Regions from separate parts of the Sus scrofa genome. Here region 2 is linked to region 1. The links are chromatin contacts, called in public HiChIP or PLAC-seq maps. All regions are on one chromosome and are shown on one strand. Each heading gives the region's core, a stretch centred on a gene start, on an enhancer-like site or on the middle of the called end of the contact. The rest is flanking DNA. Distances are from core to core; before and after follow the strand shown. Region 1 has its middle 110 kb from the start of CDCA2. Region 2 overlaps EBF2 (transcription factor COE2).

Evidence for each region. HiChIP or PLAC-seq counts read pairs in DNA pulled down with a chosen protein or histone mark.
Region 2: an H3K27ac HiChIP or PLAC-seq map of skeletal muscle shows a contact between it and region 1, with 8 times the contacts expected there. The contact joins two enhancer-like sites. A contact is called at or near these places in 2 of 47 Hi-C or Micro-C datasets (embryonic fibroblasts and heart right ventricle) and 1 of 2 datasets of contacts at active chromatin or transcription factors (skeletal muscle).

Annotation. Positions count from the first base shown.
Region 1 is chr14:9,621,539-9,626,708 of Sscrofa11.1, forward strand. No RefSeq gene overlaps it. Among named protein-coding and RNA genes, the nearest start is that of CDCA2, 110 kb to the left of the region's middle. Within about 2 kb of position 2,088, at least 6 of the 83 cell types and tissues checked have an H3K27ac peak or open chromatin away from gene starts, as enhancers often do. A contact at or near this core is called in skeletal muscle, where this site is marked.
Region 2 is chr14:9,984,726-9,989,997 of Sscrofa11.1, forward strand. The region is part of intron 6 of EBF2 (transcription factor COE2); the gene reads right to left. Among named protein-coding and RNA genes, the nearest start is that of EBF2, 40 kb to the right of the region's middle. Within about 2 kb of position 1,761, at least 13 of the 83 cell types and tissues checked have an H3K27ac peak or open chromatin away from gene starts, as enhancers often do. A contact at or near this core is called in skeletal muscle, where this site is marked.

The DNA of each region.
Region 1 (5,170 bases), core at 838-3,337:
GAGCGCAGTCTTTAACTCCACTCCCGGGCGAGGGATGAGGCTGGGGGAACAGGGCACTGTTAACGGGCTTAGGACTAAGGCTCGTAAAGGACACAGGGACTTCCATGTGTGGTCTGGCTGAACAATGAACACGGATTTTTTTTTTTCCTTTAAAAATGGGTCATATATTTTTTATATATAGAGTGTGGATCAGCCCTGTGAAACAGGCTATATGTAGACCCTTACAAGTACCGAGAAGAATGTTGGGGGGATACGACCATTGTTTTGGCAAATACGACAGAAATCCAGGGGAAGTTGCCTAATTCAGATCAACTTCTGTTTGCCATGTAAACTCATCGTTCAGGGGTTTTGAGGCAACAAATGCAGAAAGTACATTTTCAACCATAAACTACATTGGCTACTATGGGATCATCCCAACATTACTGGAGTGTTATCAAATAATTATTGTGCCTTTCTTTGTAAAGAGCCCAGAGAACAATTGAAAAAAATACCCCCCCCCAAAAGAAATCCAAAGGTTAGATTAAATAATCCACTTTTAGTAACTGTTGCACAAGTATCTTACAGAGGGGGCAGATTCATTGGGTAAAAGAAATATTGATGTTCAAGTATCATTCGTGTTGTTGTGCAAATTTTTAAATACAATTGAAAACCAAGGTTGCATTTATTTTTTGTGGAAGAAGTCTCCTGTAGTTTGCCTGCCTGCCTGCTATTGTTCTGCAGTGGGTAGATTTTCCTTCACATTCTTTTTGCATCATTGTAACAGACAAGTCTAAGACACTGTCTAATGTTAATGCTACACGCTGCTGCCAATTATAATCAGAGCTAGTCAAAATAAACAAATTAAACAAATAAACATGTCAGAACAGCTCCAAGTTAGCAAAAATAAGCCAAGTCTGAACTCTCCCAGTGTTTTCGGCATGAGTGATGGGCTGTGGGTTGTAAAACGCTCCATAACATTTTTTCACCTTTGCTAGGGGGACGGTGGGTCAGTTTAGAATTACAGTGCCGCTGGACGTTGAGGAAGGGGTCTGCGACTGAAACCAAATCAAACCCAAATGTTGCTGGCTTCACGGAGGGTAGTAATGATCTGCCGCATGCTCTAAATGCTTTATAAAAAAAAAAAAGAAGGAAAGAAAGGAAAAGCAGTTGATTCTTTGCTGACGTGACGCCAGAGCCCCTAAATCACGGGAAAGGTTGAACACAACGCAGGTGAAAGTAGACCAAAGGCGGAGGTGCATTTCAACGTGAAACATACTGTCCCTGTGACATTTCCCCATCAGCACATTTAAAATACTGGGCAATTAAGTTAGAAAGCTCCATTGGCTTCAAGAAGGAATATAAAAGATGACTTTGCTACCCAAATAGGATATCTCAGCCAGAGCTTGGAATAATGAGAGGGGTCTGAGGTAGAAGTTGCGTGTGTTTGGAGTGGTATGTGAACCTATAAAAATATGGAGAGAGGTTAGGGGAGAAGCCTGTCACTCCGGCAGGTGGTTCTCGTAAAAAGGTGATCTCTTGAAGCTCTAGACATTTAGGAATATCTACACCCATTCCTGGGATGCTGGCCACAAAGCAGGTGATTTGGTGTTCTTCATCCGACAAATACCGATCTGGCACCAACCCCATGCCAGGCGCAGGGCAGCAAAGGTGAGCAGGGCTCAGCCCGGGCCTTTGAGGCATCTCCCTTGGTCCCCACCGGGAAGCTGAGATGCAGGGTATCAGAGGGAGGTGGGTGATGGGCAGCAGAGGAGAGCAAGGGAGACCAGGCTCTGACGTCCCTTACTATTCCATCTCACCTTGCACTTGTCAGGGAAGAGGATTTGGGTGAGGTGATCCTCCAACGAGAGAGGCTTTGCCAAAGAGAGAGCGGAGCGACGTTCGCCCCCCGCAGAAGACTGCAGATGACTTCTCTGTCTCCCATGGCTTGTGTTTTTAATGTGCCCGGTGTTTGGAAGGAGAAGGGGCGGGTGGGGGGGTGGAAATTGTGGTGCCTTTGAAATGTTGTTTTCTGAGGACAGTATATAGAATCTTGGTTATTAACAACCTCTCACAAGACAGTTATTTTTGGAGTGGCCTCTTAGGAGGCAACCTCTTGGAAGTGAACTCATTTATTTTGCGTCTCACTGTCCTGCCATTTCCTGCGGAGAGAGGGGAAAAGTGAAACCACATGTTTTGAGGAGCGAACGGAGGAAATCCCTCCGAAGACAAATGACGACTCCTCTCCCCTGGCAATTAGTCAAACCTGGGCTTCAGGCCAGCCCAGGTGTTCCCGACTGTGTATAAATTTGCCAAAGAACAATGAAAATAGCAGCTGATTGTGCTGACAGATTCTTCTGGTAATTTCCTGTTGTTTGGCATCTTCAGGTTACTTTCCCACAATTACGGCTGCTGATGAAGTCCGGGGCCCTTCGAAGTCATTTTCCAACTCTCTCCTTGCCCCTTTCTGTCATCCCACCAGCATGCAGCCTCTTACCCCCAACCTGAAAGAAACGAGACAATCAAAATGTGAAACCAAGTGCAAAAAATATTTCCAGAGTTGTGGCTACATCCCCCCCTTTCCCAGATGTTTGAATTTAATCCCCTTGCAAAATACATATTTTAATGAGTCTGAATTTAAAAGAAGGGGGAAAATGATTTGCACCTGCATCATATAGAGTTTCTTGGCAACCATGCTCTGGGATTCAAGTTCCTTTTGATTCTCCAACGTACAAGTTGGAAGGTTTCCTTGTGTTGTCCAGAAATATCTAATCGCAGTGAAGCTGGGTCAGCTGGGGCTGCTGCTGAGAGAGATTGCACTCCAGCTGAGCAGTGACCAAGAGGGGCAGCCCCGGACAAGACTGGGCGTCATTTTGATGTCCCTTGCCTAAAAAGAAGTGCCTTAGCTTCACTACTGCTCCCTGGTCCCACTGGTCAACGGAAGAAAGTGAAACTACTCTTGTGGGTGGGTGGAAGTTATATTTGTACCCAAAGCATTTGGGGGTGAAGTGAAAATAAGGGGAATTGCACAATTTTCTCAAATCTTCACATTATCCAATCTGTCAGAAGCTATGCATATTTTCTTGGTTAGAGCAACTATGTAAAAGATTTTTTTTTTTTTTTTTTGGAGGGGATAGGGAGCTGAAACTATTGTTGAGAAGCTGCCAAGAAGCTGGTTTCTTTCTCTTCACTCCCCCCTCTCCTGGCCCCTCAAACCCCCAGAGGAGGGAGTCAACGTGAACACTGCAATGTGGGTTTGCAAGAGTTGTGTAGGATATATTAGACTAGAGCGTAATGTATTGAATTTTTCTAAACAGGGCTTCGTGTCCCCTATTAATCAGGACTTCTAGCCAGGAGAACTGCAAACCAAATAAAAAATTCCGGGATAATCCACGGCATTTGAGAAGAGGGTAGATCTCGGAACCTATCACATCTGACAAATGTTCTTGGGATTGGCTTTGAAATGACTGTCAGTCTCTGCCGTTCTGGATATGCTTTTGCTAAGAAGGCTGCATTTCTTTTTGTTTTAAGGTGAGAATTGTGGAAAAAACTCACTGAACATAGGCAAAGTCAGAAGGCAACTGAAAATCATTTTCCTAGGTTCCTGGACCTCTTAAAAATAACAACAAAACATCCAAGTGGAGGTAAAGTTGGAGGATGTCAGAAATGACACAGGACATGGAAAGTGCTGGTTATTTGTGACTTCTTGATAACTCTTCCACTTGCATTCACATATTCTGTTACCAAATGTTTGGGGGTGTTGATAAAGGGCACTAGTTTTCTAAGTTTTCAGAAAGATGCCTTTAATTCAGGTTATTTTTCTGTTCCCTTCATGAAGAAAGCTACTCATTTACTCATTTTTTATTCATTAATCCATTCATTCATTAATTTACAATTAGTTGAACACCCTCTATGTGTTGGACATAGTTCACATATTTCACCTACACTGCTGACCATAGTTTGACCTCCCCTCTCCATGTCTGAAATCCTACTCACCCATGAGGTCCAAGTTAATTAGTACCTCCTCCATGCAGTCTTCCTTTCTTCGTGTCCTAGTCCTTATTAATCTTCATTTTCTCTAACTGTCCACAGCACGCATTCATTCATTCAAACATATTCAGTGAACACTCAGGATGTGCCTTGTGCCAGGGGGAGTGAATGCCACCTTGGTTAAGATAATCCTGGCTTCTGGCCTCACAGATCTTAAAGTAGAATCGTGGTAACAGCCAGTTAAACAGATCCTTACAATATGGCGACTAAATCTTGTGATGTAGGAGGGTGAGAGGCTGTGGAAACAAGGGACGAGGTCCCAGTGGGTCATGATGTTTGAGCTAAGTTTTGAAGGATGGGCATTGGTCAGCATGATGGGGGTTGTGTGTTGATGTTCCAGGCAGAGGGAACAGCATGAGCAGAGAGGCATGCTGGGAAAGGGATGAAGGATGCAGGAGTGATGCTTACCCCCACGGTGTTTGTGGAACAGTGCATACTTCTGGGCACACATGGAGGACCAGGGAGGAAGTGTGGCGAGAAACAAGAAACAGTCCCGAATGGCCTTTAAAACCATGGTGAGGGAAAGTGACTTCATCTGGAGGTGGAGCTGCTGAAATTCTTAAACAGGAAGTGACACAGTTAAGATTTGCATTTTGGAAAGATGTCTCTGCCTGAAGTGTGCAGAACAGACTTAGGGGTGAGGCAGAGACGTGAAGGTTGTCTTAAGTGTCAGTCACCTGATTTTGTGCTCAATTGTAAACCATTTTCTCTCTTTCATGATTCTCTATTAGCTTTTACTCTTTGGCCTGATTTCAAGCATCTTGATTGCAGGAATCATATTTTTTCCCTCTGTGCAGAATTGGTAGTAGATGCTCAGTAAATACTTCTGTAGTTTGATTTTATTGTTATGCTGCATCCTTTTCACCTTACCATGTCAACACCTCATGGTGGCGTAAGAGCCCTGCAGGGGGCAATAAACAGAGGGAGAATTTTTCTAGGTAAGTCCCATGAAAGCAATATCGAAACCTCTATTTACCAATACAAAAATTCATCCTTTGCCTTCCTGCTTTCTTAATACCCAAGAGAGAAGCGTTGTGATTTTATGTGCCCTGTGCAGCTCCCAACATTCAAAGTCAACAACATTAAAAGTGCCAACATTAAAAGTACTTTGGCCAAGAGGCTATAGTAACTGGTAAATCCTAGT
Region 2 (5,272 bases), core at 511-3,010, 360 kb after region 1:
TATCGCAGCGTTTTTCCCTGAAGAAGGAAGATATCGCCGCATAGTTTCCAAGTGAAATCGTTTTAAATGTCCTACATTTGGGCTATTCACAGAGGCTAATATTTGAATCCACTTGGGAGACTGTGTCCCCGATTCCAATGCAATCGTCATGACCAGCAGGGCCTGGGAGACCTTCGAGGTCAATATTCGTTTGCACAAATCGCGTACCAGATGGACTTAAGTGATACACGGGTGTGAGTCTGTTTTCACGAAGCAGTACTTACAGCATATGGCAAGAGGCAGGGACACTTTCCTAATGTCCCATCCTTGGGAAGACTACAGAAAGCCACCATGGGCATGATGGCCCCATTCACACATTCTCTCCCCCACTCACTGGAATCCCCTCCCTCTTCTTCCCAGTCTGCATTTGACCAGTGACATTGCAAACACCTTCTGCCTTTATCACCATGAGAAGCCTTGGTTGAGAAGGACCCAGTGAGGTCATGTCCCATATGCCCATTAAACTGAGCATCCAAGAGCCAGAAGGCAGCCTGCTGGTGGCACAGAGAGAGAGACTGAAGTGATGCCCAAGATATTCAGTTAACCACCCCAATCCTCACTGAGATAACTGTAGTTAATTGGGGGGTGAGGGGGAAATCCTCTATGAAAAGGGCAGAGTGCAAATAGGATAAGAACTATGGCTTCCCATTTTACTTTTTCCTTTTGCCTTAAAATTCTAATGCTGGTATTAAATTAGCAGCATTTTGTCATCTTCATTTTTCATATGCCAGGCATTTGTTCCCTTAAACACCAAACAGAAAAGAAAAAAAAAAAAGCTACTCTATATAGAAATACATAGTTAACTGTCCAAGGAACAAACTACACTTAACCCTATTTATCAGGCTCCCCCCCTCCCAAAAAAAACTAAACAAAAACAAAAATAAAAACAACACACTACGCGTGTATGAAACTGTGGACCAAGATAGTTAAGGCAAAGAGTTCGTGACATTTTATTCGCCATGCTCAAACAGAAAACAAATTTTTGATTGCTTATATGTTCTGAAGTGTTTCCTGCCTACATATCCTCAGAAGTCCCAGGAGCTTTCCTGGACACATGGAAAATTTCAAGTTGAGCCATTTTTAAGTTATCCATGAGTGAAGGGCGGAGGGGGGGGGGGAGCGCGGACAGCACATGGAGTGGGAGTTCGAATTTGTCATAAAGGAAGAGAAAAGTTATTTTGTCCTTTCTTTCCTTTTCCTGAGTCACTGGACAATGGCTGAACAGACTTTGCCCGAGATTTTTATTTTTCAGAAAGAAGCGCATCACCCTTGTGCTGCAGCCAAGGATGAACGTATGTGGTGTGTTCTACATGAGTGAGCACCAGGGGATTCTGAAGGCAGATCTACATGTAACTGTAAAAGCAGCCTTACCAGACGCAAATCAGATCGCACATCATAACGACAAATAACTGTAAGGAGAGTAAAGCCAGCATGGACCTAATATCCATCATCCAAAAAAGATTTTTAAAAAATTTTGAAAGCGCTTAACACAGAAATAACCACCAAGGAAGTGGAGAGCCTTTACTGAGGGGCAAACACAGCAAAAGCCTGGCAACTGGATGTGGACTGGGTCTCGTGCCTTCCAGTCGTGATTCTAAACACGGGCCCCCAAAATAAAGAGTTCTGAGATGCTTCACAAGTGGCATCCGTGTGGTACGTCTACTAGAGTCTAGCAGGTCGTGTGCCAGTGACAGGCGGGCAGAGCGGTACAGCAAGCCTGGCGTGTTTACTGGAGAGGAGCTGAACGGCTCGGGAGAGGACAAGGGCCAAAACCGTTTTGCAGGGAAACACCCCACTCAGAAATTTAGTCCCTGGCTTCGTGTCATGAATCTCCCATAAATATCTGAGGAGGTTGCCGACGTCCGAGAGCCAAGAGGAAAAACATGCATTCAGAGAACGAGCCAGAAGAGCCAGAACATGGAATAATCATCTCACTGGCCGTCCTCCACCTCAGATATTGCTGCCCGAGACTCTGGTTACGAAGGAACGAGAAAATGGACGAGAGCGGCTGCCTAGCCAGCAAGGGAAGGAACTTTGCTCTGATAAATAAACTTGTCACGGAGATAGGCCACACATCAGAAAGGAAAGGGGGGCGGGGGGGGGGAGCTTGGATGGATTGCGGGGGTGGGGGGGTGCGGCTGGGGTGATGGAGTCTTCCCGTCTCCCATCTCAGCTGGTCCAGGAGGCAGGGGAAACCAAATATTGGCATTGTCTGGCCCAGGCGATTTTTCCCCTTCTCATAATATAACTTTGTGAATATGTTGAAGCGAGTGTCTGCTGTTATTGGTCTAATGAGCTAACTCTGAAATCTGAGCTAAAGACAGCTCCCTAGTGGCTACTCACTGTTCCACAGACAGAAAGGAAACTCCTTTCAGGGGCCCATCAGGGCGAACCACTGCTGACAGCTTGGAACGGCACGACACACAGATTTATTTCACAGACAGCCACAGACAGGAATTTAGCACCCTGTGCTGGCCTCCTGCTTAGTGGAGAAGGTGTTAAAATGCAACCATGCAGAGCTCTCCCTTGAACAAAACCCAGTAGCAACTAATCAAGCGGTCACCCGTCCCCCCGGCAGAAAATTCTGGGCGCGGAGCAGCTGAGCGCCCCATCCTGACAGCTGCTGCCAGGGCGCCCGCTGCAGCTTGAGAGCTGCCTCGGAAATCGCCAAATATTTTGCCTGACCTTTCAACTTACAAATTAATTGATTTCTAAACAACGGCAAATGTTATTTATTTATTTATGACATCTCGGAAAGCCTGCTCGAGGGAAGGGCACGTCGCCTTTGAGAATATTCCCTGAGGCCTGCAGAGGCATCAGACCCCAAGGGTGGTGGTTCTCACTGCCCCTCCTCAGTGCCCCTTGTGGGGATGCAGAGCTCAGAGGCACTGAGGCATAGACATTTACCGGCCCACGCTCCGCCAGTCTGTAACATTGTGTTACCTGCATGAAATAAGCATGTCACCTTTGTTTTATGCGTCTATGTGTGTGCATATATATGTATTTATTCGTGTGTGTAGATATATGTAAATATGCATGTGTGTGTGTATATAAAATTATAAGATATTCGTGTATACATGCATATACATCTCCAAGGTAGCCTCTACCTTCAGGTTTGTAACAAAAGTTACCAACCTTCTCCCCACCACTGCACACCCTAAACAAGCAGTGGTCAGTTCATCAGCTGAGCTACTTAGGGATAAAGGCAAACTACATTTATTAAAGCAACTGAAACTGCATCCTGGTAACCGGAGGTTGTTCCCTAGGAAATTGCATACTGGTGGTGATATAGTTTATATTGATTATTTGGCTAATCTCGTTCGCACTCACCCATGCTACAGTTTCTCCTTTTTAGGTTGTGTTTCGGAAACAACCAACTTGTTCTGGTAAAAGGAGGAGAAGGAAGGGGAACAGGAGAAGAAACATTTTCCTTGCCTATTTTCTGGGCTGCGAACATGTTCCCAGCTCTCTCATTTTAAGTACCTTTTTTTCATTCTGTCTCTTTAGGACCACACCCAAGGCATATGGAGGTTCCCAGGCAAGGGGTCGAATCGGAGCTGTAGCCTCTGGCCTGTGTCATAGCCACGTCAACACTAGATCCGAGCCATGTCTGCCCCCTACACCACAGCTCATGGCAAGGCTGGATCCTTAACCCACTGAGTGAGGCCATGGATTGAACTCACGTCCTTATGGATACTAGTCGGGTTTGTTAACCACTGAGTCATGACGGAACTCCCTTAAGTCCCATTTTGAAGGGCTCTAAATGCCATCTCCATCCACTGAATTCCCAATAAGCCTCTCCCTTGAGGTCACTTCTCTTTCTCCCTACCTCGACTCTTTTTTTTCTTTTTCTTTTTTTTCTTTTTTGGCCTTTCCTCGACATATGGAGTGTCTGGGCCAGGGATCAGATCCAATCTGCAGTTGCAATCTACACCATAGCTGCAACAATGCTGAATCCTTTAACCTATGTGCTGGGCTGGGGATAGACCCTGTGTCCTGGTGCTGCAGAGATGCCACTGATCCCTTTGTGCCACAGTGGGAACTCCCCCGTCGCTACTCTTAAAGTTTGCCAGTCTATCGGTAATAGTCCAGATACTCACTCAGTCTTATTTTGTCCCTCTGCACGATGCCAAAGGCAGGGACACTTCAGTCCAAACAACAACCCACATCCCAGAAGGGTTTTAATTGATGACACAAAAGTAAACATGGGATGGTACCATTAACTAAAAAGGACCCTGACCAAGATTCTGAAATGTGTCTTAGCAGAATCAAGTCCACCTTTGTAGCTACTACTCTGTGGCACCCTCCCAGGTGTAGTTTGCCCTCCTGTCAGGGATGGGGGGAAAGTAACATTTATTTGGACTTTTTTTTTTTTAAAGACCAACGTGTGGTCAAATTTCTGGGACACTTGTGTAACCAAAAAGAGCATAATATCAATAAGAAACGGACGCCTAGGCGAGTGCCCCCTCTCAGAGCTCCTCCTCTAGAGGGGTAACCCTTTTCCCACCTCATTCTGGTGACTTACAAAGGGAGCCTTGAGAGAAGCAAAGGCTCGGAAAACTGAAGCGAGGAAAGAAACCTCATCACCCTAGGAAGCAAATCCATCTGCTCCCATTCCGAGACAGAAAAGAAAAAAAATGACGCCCTGTTTATTTTTCTACTTCCCCCACTTCTTTGCAGGCGTATCATTTTCCTAGAGTTCTTGTGTCGTAGATTTTAGTTCAAGGACCGAGGTTTTATTTTTGTTTTTAAAGTCAAAGGGGGTGTGCGTAGGGTGGAGGCACAGGGAAAGGAGGGAAGGAAACCACAGGTAAGACATGTCACAGGGACTCGCTCTGGAAGGTTAGCTCTGCATACATAAGAGCATGTATGTGAAGTTCATATCACACTTACTAGCATAGGAAACATTAGGATAAGCGTATTTGCATTTCTTTCTTTTTTTTTTTTTTTTTTTGTGTCTTTTTGCCATTTCTTGGGCCGCTCCCACAGCACATGGAGGTTTTCAGGCTAAGGGTCAAATCAGAGTTGTAGCCACTGGCTTGCGCCACAGCCACAACAACATGGGATCCGAGCCGAGTCTGCAACCTACACCGCAGCTCACGGCAACACTAGATCCTTAACCCACTGAGCAAGGCCAGGGATCGAACCCGAAACATCATGGTTCCTAGTCGGATTCATTAACCACTGAGCCACGACGGGAACTCCAAGTGTATTTGCATTTCTATGAAGATAA